2 separate regions of the Gossypium hirsutum genome follow, and region 1 is linked to region 2. The links are chromatin contacts, called in public Hi-C maps. All regions are on one chromosome and are shown on one strand. Each heading gives the region's core, a stretch centred on a gene start, on an enhancer-like site or on the middle of the called end of the contact. The rest is flanking DNA. Distances are from core to core; before and after follow the strand shown. Region 1 has its middle 24 kb from the start of LOC107952321. Region 2 holds the start of LOC107951699 (GLABRA2 expression modulator).

What was found. Hi-C and Micro-C count contacts between places; a contact is called where the count stands out from the background.
Region 1: a Hi-C map of leaf shows a contact between it and region 2, with 2.0 times the contacts expected there. The contact joins the enhancer-like site here to the promoter of LOC107951699 in region 2. A contact is called at or near these places in 6 of 34 Hi-C or Micro-C datasets (anther, hypocotyl, leaf and 1 more).

Annotation. Positions count from the first base shown.
Region 1 is chrA02:98,452,438-98,458,017 of Gossypium_hirsutum_v2.1, reverse strand. No RefSeq gene overlaps it. Among protein-coding and RNA genes, the nearest start is that of LOC107952321, 24 kb to the right of the region's middle. Within about 2 kb of position 3,422, at least 3 of the 9 cell types and tissues checked have an H3K27ac peak or open chromatin away from gene starts, as enhancers often do. A contact at or near this core is called in hypocotyl and leaf, where this site is marked.
Region 2 is chrA02:98,326,147-98,332,052 of Gossypium_hirsutum_v2.1, reverse strand. LOC107951699 (GLABRA2 expression modulator) reads right to left here and starts at 2,396. Exons shown (of 4, transcript XM_016886826.2): 1 at 1,896-2,396; 2 at 1,710-1,811. The coding sequence starts at 2,250.

The sequences.
Region 1 (5,580 bases), core at 2,173-4,672, 120 kb before region 2:
ACTTCAAATTAACTTTGGCAAACTCGACAACAACCTTTAGCATTTTGGGCCATTAGGGCTTGCCCTTATTAATGCAAGGGATGGGGAACATTCATATATGGAGCAATTGATTATATACATGGTGAAGGCAACTGCTAAGTCCTATTATAGGAAGTTGAAAAAAGAGATTCATTTGTAGAATCATAATTTAAAAAATAATAATTTGTTAATACTAAATAATATTTTTTAAATCATAAATATTAATTCTCTTTAATAATATTTACATTAAATTGAATCATTTAATAATACAAAAAATAGTTTGATCGAGTCTTTATAATAAAAAGACTTATCATTTACATTCAACTTGTATATATAGTGAGAGGGGATTTGAGGACAACCCCAAAACATACATCATCTCTATTCAACTAAAATTATTACTCATCGCTCACCTTAAAACTTAAGTCGTCAAATACTAAATTCATTGTCACTAAAACTACTTGCTAAGCAGCTCAAACAAAATCATCATCACACTTTGAGCTCCACGTTTCTTTAATAATGAAACCAAAATAACAAAAAAATCTATATTCTTTTATAAATTTGAATAAATTTATATTATTTTGTATAACTTTTTTTATAATCTTTTTACACTTGCTAAATTTTTATAATATTTTATAAAAAATTTATAATTTTTAGGCTTAATAAAAAAATCCTCATAAATAATTAAAAAAACAATTAATTCATTGGATTAGTTACCACTAGAGGTGTTAATGGGCCGGGTTACCTGGCCCGGCCCAAAGGTCCGCCCGAAATGTGAGAGGGTTTGGGCAAAAATATAAACCTAAAAAATGAGCTTGGACAAAAAAAAAAAAGGTCTGTTAAAAAATGGGCTTGACCTCGGTAAGGTATTTTTAGCCCGGGTCCAGCCCGACCCGGCCCGAATTCACTAAATGACAAAATTTTTTTGCATTTTTTTAATTTATTTTTGAATATTATTTTCTTATTGTTTTCTCACTATTTTGCTACTATTTTACTATTATGTTACTACTATTTTGTTGTTATTGTTTGAATATTGTGTAAAACTTATTTTATTGTTAATTAAGTTACTACTATTTATTGTTATTATTTTAGAGGCATTTGCTTATTAAGTTGCATCTATCTTAGTGTTATTTAAGTCTACATATTTTTTAAAATTTATTTTCAATTTGTTGGAAAATATTTATTTTGATATTTTTAGTATTTTTGATGTATTATATATATTTAAAAATAATATAAAAACTTAATACGGGCAGGCCAGGTCGGGCCCGAGTTTTAGTATTTTTATTTGGGTTGGGCTTGGGTAAAATTTTAGGCCTTTTTTGGGCCCAGACCCAATAAATTGGCATGATTTTTTAGTTGAGCCCGACCCGAACTCGGCCCGACCCATGAACACCTCTAGTTACCACATTATCATTTCCATATCAAACACAAGATTAACCCTATATCATCATTTTCTACATCAACTACCACGTCATCACTTAATGGCTCTTCGAAGGTTTTAATAGAAGACTATATTTTAAAGGTTTAATTGAGTACAATTGACAATTTAAAAGGTTTAATTGAATGATAAGCCTTTTCATAGTACTTCCATAACAACATAATAACTCATCCTAATCTCAAAGTACATATGAACTATACAAGTTGATGAAACAATGTAATGTGATATGTTAATCTTGTGAGATTACATTTTATTATAGGTTTTGATTATATCTAATACTAGAACTATTCATAGCTTCTCTCCAACCTATAAATAGGAGGATAATGCGTTTTAATGCACTTGAACTCACATTTTCCTATATTAGCAATAATATGTATACCAATTGAGTTAAGACTCGATGATACCCAACAAGTCTTAATGCTTTTATTAAATGATATTAGGATATGGTAGTTACAAGGTATAACTCTGATGAAATATGTGAAAGGAAAATTGGTTGAACTTAGGAATCAAACTCCAACCGACACTGCATCTAAAATAAAACAAGTAATTAATTCATCCAACAACCTTCACTTTCATTGTATGCTACTAAAGGTGTCCAATGGAAAGGAGCATTTATGCTTCAATGCCCAAGATTAGACTACGAAGTCAAAGGACAGAAGACCACCAGACTTTGCCATCTTTTTCAACTTGGATTTGGTCCATTAATTAGCCCAACACAATCAATTATCAGGGGTAGCACGTGTTGCCATTTATTCCCATGTATTTATAACCCTCACCTCTTTTTACCAACCGATTAAACTAAAATTTGAGATTAAGATATAACTTTCTTAAGTTATAATGACTGAATTGATAATTAATTTGAATAATTAATTAAGGAGAATTCACATATTTTATATAAAGTAAGATTCCAACAACAAGTTTTGCAAGCTAAATCACATATATATTACCAATGGCTATTTCACTTAGAAGAAGCCAAAATTTTGTGTTAGGAAAATCAAAATAAAATTAAAAAGTTTTGAAGGATCAATAGCATAAATTTTGCATCAAAAGACTTAAATTATACATTTTATTTAAATATCAAAAATCAATTTAATCTTTTCAACCAAGAGGGACAAAGGCTTCTATCACTTGGGGTCAAATCTAACTTAATCCAAATCAATTTAAGCCCAATTTAAGAAAGAGTAATTCAATCATACTCTTCGTTTCTTTTTTAATTTTTTGAGTAAATTACATCCAAAGTCGTTAATTTATTAATAAGTTTATGTTTTGATAACTAAACTTTAAAAAATTACAAAATGGTTAATGTTCTATTCGTAAGTTTTTATTTAAATCATTAAATCATTAAATCATTCAAAAAAATTTTATTTAAATCATTAGATTGTTGAGTATTTTTTTAAAAGTCCAACTAGTGAGCTCTAATTGACAATTTGACAATCAATACGGTGATTTAGTACCCATTGACAAGTAGAAGAACATATCTTAGATCCAAGTTGATCTAACGGTCAGTGTCAGAGATTGGAGAAGAAAGTTGTTTGGTTTGGTTCATAGATTCGTGATGTCCAATATTGGAGAAAGTAATGAGAGCTTTCGACTAGTATAAGCGGTAAAAACAAAATAGGTCATGCAATAATGATTTTAATAACTTATTGACTTAAATAAAAACTTTCGAATAGTTTAGTGACCATTTTACAATTTTTTAAGATTAACTGACTAAAACGTAAACTTACTAATAATTTAATGATCTTTACTGTAATTTTTTTTTCAACATCATGAATCTTTTGGACTCCAACACACCTTTCGATTGCTTATTCCCATTTTATATGTCCAACGGACATCTTGAAAAGCCTTTCTTCAATCCAATCCATTGGACCAAAAATTCCCTCGATTTGACCATATTAATGACCACTTGGTGTCCAAACAGAGAGCATGTGGCATCCCACACATTATGAGTTGCAAAAATTGGAAGGGTGTGAGTATTGGATTGGAGGAGAGAGATGGGTTTTTAATGGTAATGAAGTGTCATAGTCGTTTCAACTATAAATTGAAAGGCTCAAAAAGAAAAAGGGTATCAATCTACCTCCGACCATGTAAGGTGCAAAAGCCAAAACTTCTTTCTTTAACTTTTTTCAGATTCCTCATTTCAATTTTCATTGCTTTCCAAAAGGTAACATAAACAATCCAAACGAATCTTAATAGGACCCTCTCCTCTCTCCCTCCTTTTCTTTATACCTTTGCCTTCCCTTGTTCTGTCTCATATGCATATCTAGGGGCCCAATCTCTGTCACATCTTTCACCCACTTCTTACATTTCTTTTTACACATCATATATTAGAAGCGTTGATGAGTCGAATTGTCATCATACATATATAATTGTTTAATTTTAATTTAATTTAAAATATAATACTAAATGAAATCTATTCATATTTACAAAATTAAACAAAATTATAAATTTTAAAATTCAAATGTAAGACGAATTCTTAAAAATTGTCTTGCTTTGAATTCATTCTTTTACTCTTTTTAAAGGGTTATTACAACAAATATTTTGATTTTGTTTCATCAATGCATAACAACATGTATTCATAAGATTAATTTATTTATCTATACTAATTATATTAAGTGAGTTGATATTGTGAGTTGATCGGATATCAATTCAATTTAAAAATTATTACAATATTTTTACTTTTATAAAATAACAAATAAATATGAAGATATTTTTATCTTTTCATATTTTTAATAAAATAATAATATAATATAATTCAAACTTGGGAAAATGAACCAAACCATTTCAACTAAACTTTTTTTGGTTTTAGTATACAGTTTTTATAAATATATTTTTACATGGTTTTTTTTCTTACCCTGATTGTACCATAAAACTAGTTATCATATTAAGACTATTTTTTTAAAAGCATACTACAATCAAAATACAAATACATGTCTGATTTAGGGTGTAGAATCAAATTACTACATTGCAAACGGATTCAGGACTAGAATAAAAAAGTCAAACTATTATAGCTTAAACCAATTATGAGCTGAAACAATCCGGACTACAAATTGACTAGTTAGACTAAATCTCACACATCACAACAACTCATGATGAGACTAAGAGACCTATATATTTAATTGTCCATGGTGGATCTTGAATATGAATATTTAGGACTCAAGGTCTTTGACTTTGACAATTGTACCAAGTACTCATTAGCATTAAGAATATAGTTAAGTATGTTTTTATTTTTAAAGTATACTTAATTATGTGTTGAATTGAAAGCTTTCGTGTATGCATATTTTATTAATAAAATATGGAGGGTGAGGTGAATGGCATGTTTTGATACTTTGAGTTATATCATTTAAATGCTTAAAGAGAGTTTAAACTACTATTCCATACTAAAGTCAGATAAATAAAATTGTTAAATTTTAAAAAAAATTAACATAAGACATATAAAAAAATATTTGATACTGATATTACACTTCACACTTCAAAAGTGAGATTCTAAAGATAATATATGTCCATTTTGGGTATACAAAATAAAAATTCAATAATTAAAAAGAAGGGATGTGACAATATTTAAAAATTGTTTATGGAATTAAAATATTTCGTTTAAATTATACTAAATACTAATCTAATGTAATAAAGTTCATGTTTTTGAAGTTCTAATAATGGCAGCTCTTAAAAGATCAATCTTCCTTTTATAAACCCTAACGAAAATTGATGTTGGCGTTAATGACGAGTGTTATGCTTCTTACGATGGAACTCACGACGGGTGCTAATAGTTCGAGATCTAATAGTGGTGTTGGCAGGGCTACGAAAAAAGTACACACTACGTCAGAGCTACATTTAGACAAAGATGACCGGAATGTGGGTAGAAATGAGCAAATAGTTCAAGGTCCGGTGTGTTTCCAAAGCATCGTACAAGTCAACCCTATTAGGGGCGTCATTGGAGAAGGAACATAATGTATTCATGGAGGAAGATTTGCCCTAACTGAAGAGGATGTGTTAACTGAAATGGTTGAAGGTGTCCCGTCGATTACGTTTTCGGATAGGGTGCAATAGTATATTGAGCGTCGAATGGCTAGAACTATTATTGTTAAATTTTTTGGGGGGAAAGATATGATTTAATGTCCTTTTGAACA
Region 2 (5,906 bases), core at 1,147-3,646:
GAAGACAAAGGGTGAGAGCAAAAGGGGAAAAATCAGAAATAGCATATTATTTTAATTTGAAAGTGCCCACAAAATTTTCCATGTTTCTGTCTTTTGTAAAATTGAATCTTTGGCAATGTCCCATGCCCAAATAGAAGCAACAGTATGATTCTAAAAGGTGCCATACAAGACCAGTAGAAAAGAATCCAGGCACGATGAAGGATGCATAAGATCATTACTTTGTGATCATTCTGTGTATGACTAAGTTGAGGTAATGTAATGAATAATGACCAAAAAAGAGGCAATAATGTAGCGAATAAGGAGTTAGAGATGGCCTTAAGTACAAAAGGGATGTGCAATTGTGTTATAGACTGCTCAAGAAACAATGTAAGCATTAAGAAAGTGATGCACAATTTATATGATTGTAGCATGCACTTAAAGAAAGCAATTAGGTGGATGAATAGAGTTCTAATGTTAGAGACAGAAGGTGAGAAGTATAAGGAGAAAAAAAAAAAAAAAGAGACCCCAAAGTTGGACAAAGTTTAGGAGACATTTATAGTGCAAGAGCTGTCATCAACAAATGTCCACGAGACATCTCAACAAAGAAATAGCAAATATGGTTTGGATAATAATAATTCTATCGATTAGAAGAAACAAGAATATAACATCTCAACAAAGAAATAGCAAATATGGTTTGGATAATAATAATTCTATCGATTAGAAGAAACAAGAATATACTTTCAGTTATATTTAATATATGGGTAAGTTTTGAGCATCCCTAAGGATAAATCAGATGATACCCATGACTTAAGAAAACTAAAATGTTTAGACTTTAAATAATTAGCTATATGACTAAATGCAGAATAAAGGAACAACTAGCTTGCTTCTGATCCAAGGTCAACCACAGCAGACTAGAAAGCTCTTACTAACCATTGAGAGATATGGAAGCAATAACCACTAAATCTCTGGAAACTAATGCTACATCATGCCCCCCCCCTCCTCTTTTTTACTGAGCCATTCATAACACTAACTCTATGTTTGGGTAGATGCTTGTACAGAAGGTCCACCAGGTTTTCTCACCCCTGATTACCTCCCTCGGCTAGGGTGTAAATAAGTCACATTTTGCTTTGTCAAATATTTTATCAGCTCAAGTCTTTTGTTTGATTAAATGCAAGTCTATAACTCAAATCTTAAGCCTGCTTTATAAGAAGTGAACATGCCAATTGAGGAAACTGCAGTACGCTGACCTTAAATCTTACATCAAATTCTATTCTTTCCCTAGTAAATATTTAAGACACAAATGCTAACTCCAGCCAACACTTGACAAATCAATACTACATTTCCTAAAAGCATGTTAAAAACAAGAAAAAAGAATGAAGTTTATTACATTCTCTCCCTTTCCTTAATCACAATATCTAAAGTTGTCCAACATTGCCAAAATGATGCTTCCCTAATATCCTATAGTACTCTTAGAACTAGCGTGCTATACAAAACACGAACCCTACCAAATAGTTCACCCAGATATTAAACCCTAATTCAGTATCTGAGATTTCAGCTTTCAGTAATATCAACCAGCCAAAATGACCAAGCGCTCGATATCAATTCTAACCCTAAAAGCCCAATCGCAATAGAATTCATACCAGATACAAATCCAACCAAGAGGGGAAGCACCAAATATTAAAAATAAACTAGAAAGCAATTGAAATTCTAAAAGAAAACAGAAAAAATACAGTGCTGCCACGTGTTCCCGGCCAGATCCTCTGCTTTCCTCGTCGCTTCTGCCACCTTCCTCCCCCATCTCCCTAAGACATCCTTCACTGTGTCCATCTTCTCTGGTTCCAAGTTCAGAAAAGAAATAATTTAATAATTAATTTAAAAAAAAAATCAAAATAGAAATAAAATGTGTAATGGCTTGCCTTTGAAGGAAGCGGAAGAAGATTCCGTAGGCGGAGCATGAGTAACGTAAGGATTGGATCCGTCAGGAGCTGACATGGTGGAACTGTGATCCACAGCACGCGACTCGCTGATCAATTCCGGACTCCAATGAACTGATTTCCTCGATCCAGATGGTGACTGAACCGGTGATTGCTCGCTTTGAATCTGACTCACTTTCGGATTCTGAGTCTCTTTCTCTTCCTTTTCCTGAGGCTCTGATGTTGGAACCACAACAAAGCCCTCCGCATCCATTGCGGGATCCGAGTCTTTCAGGTTCGGTTCTCGGATCGGAGCTGAGCTGGAGTTGGGTTGCGTTTCTGTCTTCGTTTGTTCCATTGCTCTAGAATGTTCGAGGAAAAGCAGGCCGTGCGTAAAGTGGCATGAGGGATCGTTTGCTAGAAGTTTAGCAGGAGAGGAGACTGTTATTGAAAGCTTTAAGTGTTACGGGCTCCACCAACTTTGTCCTAAAATCCAATTAATAGATCTAATTTCATCCAGGAATCTATATTATCTTTCAATTTTGTTCTTAAGTTACATATTTGGTTAAATTTTGATATTAGTTGCTGTACTTTCTGTTTGTTTATAATTTCACCAATTTTTGGTTGCAACTCACAAAAAATAAATTTTAAAATCTAAATTGATTTTTTGAAAGTAAAATATTTTTAAGCAATTATTTTTTGAAAACTATTTTCAATAAAATAAATATTTTAATTCAAATCTAAAATATTTTAAATATATATTTCTTTATTTTTATAGCAAATCTCTAGTTGTCGATTTAAAATTGTTTCTTTTATATGTCAATGAAAGTTGATTTTTAATGAAAGTTGATTTTTAGAGGTGTTGCATCATATATATATATATATAGGAATAACTTACATATTTGTGTATTTTTAATTTATTTTTTGTTTGTTATTTTTATTAGAAGCTTTTAATGTTTATTTGAGGCTCTCAAAGTTTGAAGTTTTATTATGAAGTTATTATTTAATTTTTTTACTGAATTGATGTTAGGAATAAAAAATATATATAGTGAATCCTCTTCAGCTTAAGTCCTCATCTTGACAAGCTTATATGGCATTTTACTGTTGATGGTTAGTATAGTGTTAAGTCAGCCTACATAACAGCGATGAGCATGTACTCAAACGTGAATGAATTGGCTCGGGATGGACCTTGGCAACAAGTTTGGCAAGTGCAAGTTCTCCTCAAGTGAAGGAATTCATATGGCGTTGCCTGCACCATTTTCTTCCTGTTAAAATGCCGCTACTTGAGACGTGTATTGCGGTGTCGGCCGAATGTTACCAGGGCCATGGGGATGAGGATGTTGAACATGTTCTGTTGCATTGTTGTAAAGTGCAGGCAGTTCGATGGCCTGTAAATATCCCTACCGATAATGTTACATAGAATGATTTTTTGTTGGGACGGTTGGCTTTGTTATGTGGCCATGCGCCGAGGGCTTGTGCTTCTGTGGTAAATTTGGTTAGCCCAGAATCTCGTTCAATGGCAACATTGTGAGCTTTCTCCGTCTTGGGTTATCTATAATGCTGACTGTTTAGTGCAAGATTGAATGGTAGCCAACATGGTTTATACTTCTGCCACTGATCCGTCAGCCTCGGGTATGGTGGGTGTGGTTTAGGTCGGTGTGCGGGAGGGAGATGGCTTAGGTGGTGATACTCGTTCCTTGTTCGTATGGGACAATATGTTGGCAGTCACCTCATCATGGTTTTATCAAATTTAACGTTGATGTCCAGGAGTGAAGCTAGGCCGAAATTAAATTGTAACTTTTACTATAGTAATTTTTAAAGGATTAAATCAAAATTTTATCATTTTTAGTGGGGCCAAAGTACAATTCTACCTTTACTAATTTATAATTTTAAAAATTTTAAAAGATCAAAATGAAAAATTGAGTCGGGACCCCTGCCAATCCCCTTAGATTCGCCCCTGTTGATGCCTCAAAATTTGAAGACAAACATGCTATCGAGGTTGGCGGTGGTTATTCGCGACAATCATGGTCACCTAGTAATTATAATTTTAAAAATTTTAAAAGATCAAAATGAAAAATTGAGTCGGGACCCCTGCCAATCTCCTTAGATTCGCCCTTGTTGATGCCTCAAATTTTGAAGACAAACATGCTATCGAGGTTGGCGGTGGTTATTCGCGACAATCATGGTCACCTAGTAAAAGGCCTTACGGGGTTTGAAAGGGCGTCGTTCAGTCTTAGGATAATAGAGGTTTTTGTTGTCAGGGAGGCTTTGTCGTGGCTAAAATTTTGGCATCTTGGCCATGTCATCATCATGTTGGATTGTATGTTAGTTGTGCATGTGTTGACTCGACCCATAGAAGATGATTCTGAATTCGGTTGTTTAATTTCTGATTGCTTGGTGTTATGTTCATTGTTTTAGCATTATCTTTTTGTTGGGTTCATTTGGCTAATAGATAGCTCATTTTCTCTTTCAGATAGCCTTCTTACATGTAAACCACACTGAATGAATTGTTTTACTTGTTTATTTCTTAGAACCTTTGAATGTTAATAATCTGGTGAACTCGTTTGATGGGGATGTAGAATAATAGATTATTGGTGTATGGGGTGAGCCTGCTAACTCGGGTTTAGTGATCCTCCCCGTTAGTCATCCTACAGTTCTTTTATTTTCTTGGATTTTGAATACATATGGTTTTTTCTTAATAAAAATATTTTTAAATTAAAAAAAATTTATATATATTTTTATTAAGAATCAAAAGTTATATTATTTCAATCAACAAATTTAATGAAACCAACTTAGTTTAAAGATTGTGAAAATTGAACATCGATAATGACAATGAATCGCAAAGAAAGAGAGAAAAATAGAACACATAGAATTTTAGGTGAAAACACTTTCGAGGAAAAAATCATGGGGAGAGGAAAAGAAAAATTTACTATATCGAATTCGAATAATACAAGAGGAGTATAAACTATGTCTATTTATAAACTTGTAAAAACATATTCTAATCAAAGTCTAATAGAAATAATGCGGTAAATTAAAACACTTATTCTAATCAAATATCAAACATGTTTCTCGTATTTATTGCAGAAATAGTTTTATACATCATCTCCACCCTAATATTGTATAACAAAAACACTACTTGCATTTATTATTTTTCCACATAGCCTTTAACTTAAACATATATATATATCATAATTTATAAAATTATCTAATAAAATTTTTAATTTCAAATTTTATCATTATTATTAATTTTTGGATATGTTAATTTTATAAATTAAGTTAATAGATAATTTTATAAAAATTTTATTAGATAATTTATAATATTTTGGATATGTTAATAGAAAAGATAAGAGCAGTTATACATCCATCATCTCCTTATTTGTTTATCCTTGACATTGACCGTCACAATTTCCTACTTGACAAGCTGAAGCGAGAGGGCGTCTACATGGTATATCTATTATGGGTATGATGAGCTATGCATGGGACATTAGCAAAAAGCATGAACTTTGTTATGGTAAGATATGAAAATGATAAATATAACAAAGACTTCATTTAAAGGAATTATTTGGTCATATGGGTTTAATGACCTCTTGATATTGATTTGAGTTTATATGTTTTTCTTTAAATCGATATGAACATGTAACATTATAAACTCTTACTTAAATTAATGTTAAGTCCATGTAAATTTATTAGAAATACTAGGATATAGTTGGTATGTCAATTAAGGTTTCATATGTTTATTCTATTAGAGTTTTGTACTAATGTTATGTGGGATTATGGAGTTATGTGATTTTACATGGAATTTTGGTGTGTTACCCCTTGGCGGGACATATTATGCTGACCATTGGGCATACACTACCTCTTTAGAGGTCCTCATGATATATTTGGAGTTTTGTTTCCTTCGAGCATGACATTTTGGTGCTCATTTAGTGTATATATGCATTTCTTACAAGTGTTTAACTCTTGTTTTACTGAGATAACAATTAGTGTTAATATAAAATTTGATAAAAATATAAT